Linked DNA regions of Gossypium raimondii: region 1 is linked to region 2. A link is a contact called in public Hi-C data. All regions are on one chromosome and are shown on one strand. Each heading gives the region's core, a stretch centred on a gene start, on an enhancer-like site or on the middle of the called end of the contact. The rest is flanking DNA. Distances are from core to core; before and after follow the strand shown. Region 1 holds the start of LOC105763171. Region 2 has its middle 12 kb from the start of LOC105763169.

Region 1 (6,054 bases), core at 1,256-3,755, 47 kb after region 2:
TTTTAGAGTCTTCCATATTGTTGGAAGCTAGTCGAACCTGTTAATATCTAGACATTATTTTCTGGTTGGCTTTTATTACTTACACCATTATCTTGGTTGTACGACACGTTTATCTTCCGGAGATAATAAAGATTTCCTCAAGGGGTGTTAGATTGCAATTAGAAAGGGCCTAAATGAAGCAAATTTTATTTGATTTTTTGGATCCACTAAAAATCAGTTCAATTTACAATTATTTAAAGATTCTCCTTTGGAGGAATTAGTTTACTTTAGTTTTTGTTTTTATTTTTTTAAAAACAAACAAGTGTATCGTTTCAAGGAAACCGCTGAGTAACCTCACAAATGCAAAAACTAGGAGAATAGATAGTAGTATAAATAGCCGGATGGAATTCCTAATTTTTTAGTAAATGATAGAAGCAAAAATTAATACAAAATATAGGTGAGAATTTCCATCAACTAAAAAGAATGGTTGGCGCTGCTTTCAAGAAAAAGCAGGTAAAAGGGGTATTCCAATTCCAAGGGTATAGGATTCTCTTCTACCTTAAAACTCATTCTTGCTACAAACCACTTCATTTGATTTTTGAACTGTTCAGGTGGCATTCTTTATTAGGGTTTTATTTAGTTTTCGTCTTATTTCTTGGGATTTTCGATCATTTACAGACAACCCATTTAATCATTACATGCATGATGCATGATTTGAAGAATAATGGCAGGGCCTTCACTTTCCCTAAAGTTTGAAATACCTATATGCTTGAGTGCTTTGCAAAGCATGCCTTAATTAATGCTTGTCATGGATGTAAGGGTTCATACTTTGGATAAGCTCTTCTTTACAATGGATTCGGCTCATGCTAGTGTTAGACAGACTTCAATAGAAAGATATGCTAATTTACGTATACATTTATCCAATTAAATTTATATATAATTATCGACAAAATTATGTCGTGATTAATTATCCTTAATAATTTATTTTTAAAATTAATATGTATTAAATTATTTCAATTCTTTTAGAACGATTAATTTACTCGATATCAAAAATAGAAAAGACCACAAAATACTTTACCAAATTGAGAGATATCCTTAATTTTCTTAACGGATAATATTGAAAAATTAAATCTTAAATTTTGCAATTTTATAACAAAAAATGGTATCCTAAAATTTTCAAAAGAATAAAATGAAAATTAATTAAATAAAAATTTAAAAAATGGTTGGATGTAGGGCCATTTTTACATTTACAACATCCACATGCCATTCGCTTTCATAACCATAGCCAACACGTTTTAACTTTTTGGGTAAATGACACTATTAGTCATTAAACTATGAGTAAATTTTCGTTTTAGTCATTAAACTATTTAAAAGTTATCATTTAAGTCATTGGGTTGTTAAAATCGATGTGACATGGCTTTAGGGGCAAAGCCAAAAAAATATTTTGGAGAGTCAAAATTAAATTGTATATTTTTTACGATAGCAAAAAGGCAATTTCACCATTTTAATAGCCTATATCTTTATACTTTTTAAAGGATTAAATCAATTTTTTTATCATTTTGGTCGGGCAAATTACAATTTTACTATTACTAATTTTAGGGGAGTTGGGGCCCTACTAGCCCCTTGGTTTTGCCACTGCATGGCTTTCTTTGTTCACACTGCCTACAGCAATCAAAAACTTTCTTTCCCCTTCTCTTTTACAATTCAGTTTTTTTCATGAAATAATTTTGGACATCACAAATTTGCAAACCAAAATTTAAACAAATTTTTTTGTCCTACCTTCGATAGTGACTATTAGATTGACTTGGATTTAAGGTAAGTTCATTTATTCGCCGATGGGTAGTGATACACCATACCAATTATTGAATTGTCGCTTGAAGCTCGTTGGTGGAACATTTAAAAAAAAAGAGCTTAACAACTCGGTGACTCAAAATAAAAACATTTAAATAGTTTAATGACTTAAATAAAAACTTTCAAATAATTCAATAATTAAATTATAACTTTTGTTTTAGTAAGTGACTAAAATGAAAATATATTCCTATTTTATTGAGTAATTATGGTTTACCCTAACTTTCTCTCTACATTTTCCAAAACACTATAACCACATAACCATGCATCGAACGTGAGGCAACCCCACGTTTTAACTTCCATTGTTTAAAATAGCTACTAATTTTAAAGACTCGTTCCTTGCACATAGATAATTTATTCAAATTATAACATAATAATAAAATAACTCTAGTTAAATAATAAATTAATTTGAATTTTTTATGGAGTTATCCCACTGACCCTGAACTCGATTAAGAAAACATAATAATAAATTAATTTGCTACAATATATTATTATTTTTCCTTCGAAATCACCATAATTTATTAAATCGCCCATGCATACAAGTAGGAATAATAAATGTTTAAATTTAAATACTCAAAATCGAAAGGTTCGTAATTGAAATAATTTAGTATATTCGGAGTTTATATATTATAATTCAGTTCTGCACCTCTTTCTTTCATTTTCTCTCAGCAAAACAACATGGTGCAGCATTCACATCGCAAGAATCCTCCATCAGTTCTTATGATCTTTCCAATTCTTTCAATTATATTTGCTGTTCCAATCAATGCCTCTACCAAGATTTTAGAAGAAGTGGTACCGGTGGTCGTGCCCCAAGCACCAACTACAGAAATTAAGTGCGGAGCTTGTCCGTGTGTGAACCCATGCGGCCAACAGTCACTTCCACCGCCTCCACCGCCAAGGTTCACATACTGTAATACACTTCCGTCTCCTCCACCGCCTCCAAGATTCTACTACGTCACCGGTATGCCTGGTCAGTTGTATGGAGTTGATCCAGATGATAGGTGGAGATATTTCTCTAATGGTGGGCGGAATTTTGTGGGCGGTTTCGTTGCTTTTATCTGGCTATGGGTTGTTGGGGCTCTTCATTATCTATTAAGCATCCTGTAGAATTCTCCATTTTGGAAGATAAATGTGTGTAGGTTTGTTATTATTGGTTTAATTTCTTACCTAAATGGTGTACCTGCTTATACTACATGTTCATGTGTTTCTATTTCAACAATAATTTGGTCTTGAAAAGATAAACATAAATATTTGTAAAGTAGAAGAATGATTTCTTTTGCGGATGCTTCCTTCACTTTACTCATTCCATCTTCTTTTATCAGTTTTCAAAAACTAAATATGATATAAATTAATTAATAGCTTGATGATTTTTTTAATTTTTAAATTATAAAAATTCTTTTCTTTCTTTTTTAGCCCTCAAACTATTATGTTTCATGATATAGAATCATTTCCGATGAAAGAAGAAACGGAACTATTAACTTCTTAGGTGTAAACCACGTGATTTTTTCTTTAATTACATGTAATTATATATATTAATTAATGACTAAAGAAAAAAAAACACTATATTTATTTTTGATGATCGAAAAGGAACGGGGTTGCTTGGAGTTCAACTCAAACTCGTATACTTACAATATAATGCTCTTGTTATTGGGTTAAGAGATTGTTAGAAACAAAAAAAAACACCATCTTATAACTTACTAAATGAGAGTAAACCTGCTCTTTGGTCGAGCATTCGTCCAAGTTTGAAGGCCAGTCCGAAAAATGGGACGGCTGTGACAAAATACGAGACTTAAAAAATGAGCTTGAATAAAATTTAAGGCCCGTTTTTATATTGGCCAAGCATTGGGTAAGATTTTTTTTGCCCAAGCTCAGTCTAACCGAATATATTATGTTATAAAAATATTATATTAATTATATATGTTAAATAATATATTTATATTTATATTTATATTTATATTAAATCACTAAACTAATAACAATTAAATCCAACACTCAAAACCTAAAAAAAACTTACCTAACTAAATAACTCAATCTAAAATATAAAAATTTAAAATTATATTTAATACAATAAAATATTTATTATATTTATTTATGTTATTTAATATAATAAAACATATAGTAATTTTTTTAATATAAATAATTTTTAATGTATTAAAAGTTTATTTTAATTTTTAATACATTATATTTAAAAATATTTTAAATAAAACTTAATTTTAAAAAAATTAGATATGAATAAATTAAGTTAGATCAAAATTTACCTTTCTTAAATTAAAGCGAACTTGAAATGAATAAATCTATTTTTCGAGCTGAATTAAACCTATAAATCGATCGAAATATACTTGATCTAAACTCAATCCGGCCCGGCCCGGGCAATCATCACTTCCAAATGAAACTAAAATCCTAGACTTTTTTTTTTTATCAATCTCAAAATCCCAAACCGTCAAATTTCCAAAACGAAAGTTAATCAAATTTGTTCATCAATCTCAAAATTAAATAGGTGGGAATTAGGAAAGGTGAGACTCAAAATCCCTAACCTCAAATCTCCGTTCATCAACCCAAATCCTTGTTATCCAAACCCCATTATTCCACCAAGGTTTTTGATTCACTTTTCGTCTCGTAAAATGTAGGTCTCTTTGCAGTGAACTTTGCGGTTGGTCTTCGAAATATTTCGACAAAGGTCAATCATCAGCTTCTGCTCCATTGTGGTGAAGTCGTGGCTTCCTTTCCTTTTTTTTTTTTACTTGTTGGATGTTGATATTATCTTCTTTTCCTTTTATGAATATTATGTGTTGGGGCTGGGTTTTGGTAATGGAGCGGTGTAATAGGTTTGGTTGCTGGTTTTGGGTCGATGATGAAGGTGATAGGGTTTTGGGCACGGTGACGAAGGGCTGGGTTTGGTTTGTTTGGTTAGGTTTGGTTGTTGGTTCGTTTTATTTGATTCCTTGTGTGAAGCATGGCTATGGGTATTCAAAATATTCCGATGAAGATCAATCGTCGGCTCTTGCTCCATCAGCTTTGTCATGGTTAAGGGTATTCAAAATATTCTGGTGAACCATGGTTATAGGTGTTCAAAATTTTCCGATGAAGATGAATATTTGAAATGTTCCTTTTGTTTTAGCTTTGTTGTTGTTTCTTGTTCTTTATCATTACTTTATGGGTATTTTGGTATACTGTTATGAGTTCTTGAATCATTTTTTTTGTATTTTGGTCTGCTTTATGAGTTCTTGAAGATGAATATTCAAAACATTATCATTTCTCCTTTTCATTAATAAAATTTCTCATTGATTGGAGGGGTGTTGTGTCCAGTTTATTATGGACAATGGGGGTTCTGGTGTTCTGTTGGTAAAAGTTGGACTCTTTTTTTTTTTTTGCTACTAAGCTGGATTAATTGATTGAGAGAAAAAAAACTAACAGTAAATTGAAATCTAAAAGAAAAATAGTTTTATATTATAAATTTTTCTATGAATTTTTGGTCTTATATACTTAATTTTTACCAGGAAGTTTTGCAAGAAACGTATTCAATTTGGTGCTTCAAGGATATGGTTTTTTCAAATCTTGTGTTAAAGGTTCACTTATTTGAAAATATTAAGTCGTAGGTTGTCTTCAACTTAGTGGCAATCAGGAGGGTTTTTGATGTTCATACTACTCGGAGATGAAGGGTTATGAAGTCCTTAAATAAAATTGATAGCATTTAGAATCTCTGGTGTCACTGGGTAAGAAAACTATTTTCATAGAAGGCTAATCAAGTGTGAAGAATGTTTTAGGAAACCAAAAATTTAGAGAAAGTTGCAAATTCTTGGGAGCATTTATTTTTCATGTGATGAGGGTTAATAGCTGAAATTCTATTATTATACAGACTGACCCGGCGGCTCTGTCTCCGACTTGGCTGAACCGAAAGTTGAGCCTCCAGCTTCAACTTTTCTGGGACAGACTCCAATACTTGCAATTAAAGAAAGAAAAGAAATTCCATAAAATGGAGAATCCTTTAGCACATTTTCCTCAACCCGAACTCGTTGATCAACCTTCGGCACCGGTTCTTGCTTCTTCCAATGTGCCGCCTTTAGCTTGCCCTTTGCCTCATTCACTTCCTTCCAGTAAGTATTAGATTTCAATTTTCTTTTCGGCAGCAGAAAGTGAATTTCTACTTCATTTGTACAATTTTGATGTAATTATTTTTTAGGTGTTCTTTTTTTTTTTCCCTTTATTTGAAAGTCGACATCCCTTACT
Region 2 (5,395 bases), core at 834-3,333:
TCAACAGCTGCTCCAACAAGAGCAGTTTAAGATTAGCCACATAGATAAATAAGCATTCAAAGTGCGTTTACATTGCATGCAACTTGCATAACTGACATACATACTATAACATCTAGTTTATAAATCATGGATTTGTAGTCACAAGATAGGCTACCAATTCCCGGAAACTTGCTTAAAATGGAGGTTCAAATATTATGCTGGTGGCCACTGGCCACCAAAATCACATTTCCCTTAGAAAAGAAAATATATCAAATGACGAAAGCATTGCATGTCCTGGATTATGTTTGATAGCCAATAACTGCATTTTCCAGAGCAAAAAGCAAGTGCAACTATTGGTGAAAGGTAATTTTCGCATGCCAACTAGAAACATCGTTTTATGTTTTGGAATGTTCACATAAAAAACACACACTCAGAAGCAATATTATAATTCCACTATCATACAGCAGATAGTAGTTGAGCTCTCTGAAGCCATGATAGCTCATCATTCCGTATACTGTGAACTCTAGACTGAAAGCATTTCTCCCATGCATAAAATCTGAAAAATTATCAAGCACAGATCAGTAATCACTGTCAAATATGAAGATAATATAGTGAAACCTAAGGAAGTGCTTTCTGAATTAGACCATACTTCACAGTGTCCACAGCAGCTAGAATTTCATTCGTAAGATTGACCCTCCTGTCAGTCCACTCTAGTCTTTGCTTGGTCATCTTTTGCATTTTGCTAACCACAATAGTCTTTCTCCATGGGTAAAACAGAGAAATCAGTTAACACATGATCAATCATCAGATAGATGATTTAAATTATTTCATCTTCAATGAAAGTAGTTATCAGAAGATCATTGACATGGAAAATGACTTCCCAATTTAAAATCATTTTGCTTGCCTTGCTGGCAGATTTCTCAGTGAGACAACGTTTAATCTACTAATTTAGTTTTTCTAACCATGTCATTCTTTGAGGCTCTTTTGCTCTCTTTCTTTTTTTTTTCTCCAATAGAAGCAGACTGCATGAGTTATGGAGGTTAGTTATCAGTAAACTTCACGGACAGGGTTTAAACTACAATTAAGTTGGCAGAACATCATGCCAATGGCTAGCATCAACTTATCAAGTAAATTCTCATTTTGCTAAGAAAATGAAATTGTCGAATAATGTGGTAACGTGTGTGAGTGCTTTTGTTTTAGTGGACAGTATATCAGAGATAGGTATTTTAATTTTGTAGGATACTAGTTACTAATTAGTTTTCCTAGTTTGATAGGATCAAATGTGTCTAAATAGGACTGTAGAAGCTGTATTTTCACAATTGAATTAATTCCAGTGAAATCAATTCTCCACATGGTATCAAATGTTTTTGGTTCTTTCCTAGGTGTTTTTTTTCTGGTCAAATTCTTGCTTCTCGTGTTTATTCCATGATATCAGATGTTTTTGGTTCTTTCCTAAGAAGTGTTTCTTTTCCTGGTTGAAATCTTGCTTATCTTGTCCATTCCATGGTATCAGATATTTTTGGTCCCTTTCTAAGAAGAGTTTCTTTTTCTTGGTCGAGTTCTTGCTTCTCCTGTTCTATTCCCAAGTTCTTTTTTTCCCTATCATGTCAGACTCAACCAAAATCAATCTCATCGTAGAAACTACCATGATTTAAAACATGGTTTCTTTAATCACTACAGCTGGAGATTTACAAAACACCCAACCGGTTTGATTGACACAAGATCCTAAATCAGAGGCATGGATTAACAAGATTCCATGTGATGTCTTGGTTATGGGATTCAATGCTTCCAGAGATTAGTTATACGTGTATGTCCATTTCCTCTACCAAGGAGATTTCAGATGTCCTTCGGCAAACCTATTCCAAGTTCAAGGATGCTGCCCAAATCTACGAAGTTAAGGCAAATATTTCAACAATCAAACAAGGGAAACGATTTGATATGGTTGAAAATCTGAGAAAGAAATGACCAGAGAGAGAGAAGAGAGCACAAGAATACTGAGTAGAGAGAGAGTGTGAGAAAACCAATTCCAATTTCATAACCACCTCCTCTGCCTGATTGCTGGCTAAAAAGGAGAAAAACGGATCCTTAACAGCTGTCATAACTAAGCTGAAAACTCACCGTTTCATTAAACGGTCCCTCTATCCTAAGTAACAACCCGACCCCCAGAGTCCAAAACGCAGCATTTACAACGAAAAAACACAACTGAAATAAACAAAATTTTAAACAATGACCGTTGTTTGACCGAAGCTTGACTTTCATTTTGGTCCATAACACGATTTGTTATGGAATATTTGAGCCTCTTACAAGGTTTATGGCAGGAAATAGATCAAAATCATCAAATATGTAAAAGTTGTAGTGAGGATGTTGCAACCCTAAAATGGTTCATGGAAAAGGATCGTATCTAAGACTTACTCTCATGCCTTAATGCGGAACTTGATGCTGTGATAATCCAAATTTCGGGAAAGTAAGATTGCCTTCTTGATGAGGAAATATCTACCATTCAGAATGAAGGACAAAGGGGTGTTATGTTGGAGAAACCAATAGTAGATGGATCTGCTATTGTTACCAACACTACCAGATTCAACGTCTGGAGCTCTACAATTGACTAAAGTCTGGAGGTGGTTGCTTCTGCTTATATTCAATCCAAACTACTGAACTTTCCAAACCATGCCCAAGGACTTTGTTTTAGTCATACAAGGATTTCTTCAAAGACAAACTTAATTTCCTATACTCCCCCTAAGCAACAAATCTTGGTGGTTACTCCGTATAAATTTCTTCTCGAAGATCTTTATGTAAGAAATCACTTTTTAGTATCCATCTGGTGTAACAGCTAGCCAGTCATGAACAGATACAAACCAAGATTAACCTTAATTGTAAATACCCACTTGCATCCAGCAACTCTTTTTCTAAGAGGAAAATCAATCAAGTCCCAAATATCATTTGCATCTAATGCATTTATTTCCTAGATCATTGCATCTGGCCAATCGAAATGACTCAAGGCCTCCTGAATAGTATAGTGAATAGACACAGAATCTAAAGAAGCGATTAAAGAACAAGACAAAGGGAATAGATGATTATATAAAATAAAATTAGCAATTGGGTAGGTGAACTGACATTTACCTTCGTGACAGGGCAATAGGAAGATCAAGACCACCTGGAGTCGGATCTGATAACAAAGATGTCGATATAAGACATGTATCACGAGTCCATTGTCTTCTAGAATAAACTCAAATAATTGGTAGCTTCTCAAATGCAAGTGCAACAGATGTAGGTTCATCGGATTGTGCAATAGATAAACTTGAAGGTGTGCCAGCGTAGATTATCTATTCATTATTCTCAATATGGTAAGCCAATTTATGCATGATCCTCAAGAACCTCACATGTAGGTTGTTTTTTGCGTTCTACGCTATCTAAAGTCTACCTCTTTTTCTCCAAGTATGGTCACCTCGAAATAGAGGTCTTCACAGATGCAGACTGGGCTAAATCTCCAGATGATAGGTCTACATTTAGATATTGCATGTTTATGGGAGGAAGCCTAGTTACTTGGAGAAGCAAAGAGCGACGTGTAGTCACTTGATCAGGTGCTAAAGCAAAGTACATGGGTATGGTTCAAAGTGTCTGTGAGCTTTTGTGGTTGTGAAAGGTGTTGGAAGAATTAAATTTGTCAAGAAAAGACAAATTATCCTAGTGTTGTAACAACAAGGTTGTCCTCAACATATCGCAAAATCCAATGCAACATGATCAAACAAAGCACATAGAGATTAATCGACACTTCATCAAAGAAAAATTAACTATTGATGCCTTGAGCTTATTTAGTGAGACATTTGACAAACAGTTAGCTGACTTATTCATCAAATGACTTAGCAATAAGATTTACCATAATTCGGTCTGCAAGTGGAACATTTTTTATATCTATGGCACCAACTTGAGGGGAGTGTTAACTAATTGGCCATGTATAACTAATTTTTGGGGATTCAATTAGCTTAAATTTAAGGATGGGCGTTACTAGTTTCCTTATTCCTAGCTATTTTATGTGTATAAATAGCTTTGTTACCGTGAGATATATCGGCAGCTGTGGATCGTTTGATTGGAATGGGAACACTTTAACACTATTCATTGAATCATATCAAATATAATGGTAAGGTTAAGTGTGGTGACAGAATTCAGGTCAATGTCACTTGATGATCTAAAGGTAAGATGGGAAGGTCCAATGCGGTTGTACTATAACAACAAATCAGCAATCAACATTGCACACAACCCAGTGTGGCATGATAGAACCAAGTATGTTGATGTAGATAGACATTTTATCAAGGAGAAATTCAACAATGCACTTAGCGTCCCATTTTATTCAACAAAGGATCAACTAGCAAATATACTTACTAAGGGGCGGAAAATAATGTGTTTCAAGACTTTGTCAACAAACTTGGAATGAAGGGTGATCGTTCACTAGCTTAAAGGGAAGTGTCAGATAATGTGATAATGTGAGTGTTTGAGTTTCGGAAGAATGCATATCAGAGAATAGTGTATATGCCAGATAAGAATTCCAATTTTGAAGGATGCTAGTTTTCGATAAGTTTCCCCAGTTTGATAGGATCAAAACTGTATAATTAGGAGACTGTAGAAGTTGTATTTTCACAGTTGAATTAACTCCAATGCGATCAGCCCTCTACAGAAATTACCTGAAGTGGGACGATGAGAACTAGTATTAGTGATCCGAGAAGTGCAGCAACACCGAGTTGTTGATAAAGAAGAACCATGGCACCAATAATTCTAAATGGAGCAGACCAAAATATATGAAGCTGTTAGCATACTTGCTGAACAAAGTAATAACAGTTCAAATCAATCCTCTAACTTCCATGAAAAGATAAGCACAAGATTATGGTCTTATCACTTCTAGTTGAAACCAAAAGATTAAATAAAAAATAAAGAAGAATAAGTGCATCATTTGCAACTCATAAATTTCAAGCATATTGTCTAAGAATCTGCAACAGTTTAAAAGTTCCCATACATTATGTTTCTCTTGTTAGGTCAATCATGTTGGATTTTCAACTCAGCAAAACAAAGTTTAAAATCAACTAAAATGAATGTTGAGATGTTTGAAAGATAAAACCAAAGCAAAAACAAGAGAAGGTTGAATGAACAAGATGATTTCTTCATTACCCGAATAAGTGCATGGTTACATACATAAATAGAACAAAAATACATAGAAAGAAAACAAAGCTTGCTTGTGCAAGTAACTAAAGGTTTACATCAACTTAATAATAACCTAAAAGAGCTACAAAATCAGCTAAGCTCACAATTAACCTTAGCTGACCAAAGCATAAAATGATTAAAGCATTAACTATCAAAAGTCAACAAAATAAAACATGCTGCTGTTGAATTACACCATGGACACAAGCATGCATCGGCTGGATTT

What was found. Hi-C and Micro-C count contacts between places; a contact is called where the count stands out from the background.
Region 1: a contact with region 2 is called in a Hi-C map of leaf, with 2.3 times the contacts expected there. The contact joins the promoter of LOC105763171 here to the enhancer-like site in region 2. A contact is called at or near these places in 2 of 2 Hi-C or Micro-C datasets (both in leaf).

What each region holds. Positions count from the first base shown.
Region 1 is chr12:9,255,109-9,261,162 of ASM2569854v1, forward strand. LOC105763171 reads left to right here and starts at 2,506. Exons shown (of 1, transcript XM_012581291.2): 1 at 2,506-2,934. The coding sequence starts at 2,506. The coding sequence ends at 2,934. It overlaps LOC105763172 (double-stranded RNA-binding protein 4), which reads left to right and starts at 4,184. Exons shown (of 7, transcript XM_052625488.1): 1 at 4,184-4,340; 2 at 4,455-4,504; 3 at 5,684-5,921. The coding sequence starts at 5,801.
Region 2 is chr12:9,208,243-9,213,637 of ASM2569854v1, forward strand. It overlaps the pseudogene LOC105763167. Among protein-coding and RNA genes, the nearest start is that of LOC105763169, 12 kb to the left of the region's middle. Within about 2 kb of position 2,084, the one cell type or tissue checked has open chromatin away from gene starts, as enhancers often do. A contact at or near this core is called in leaf, where this site is marked.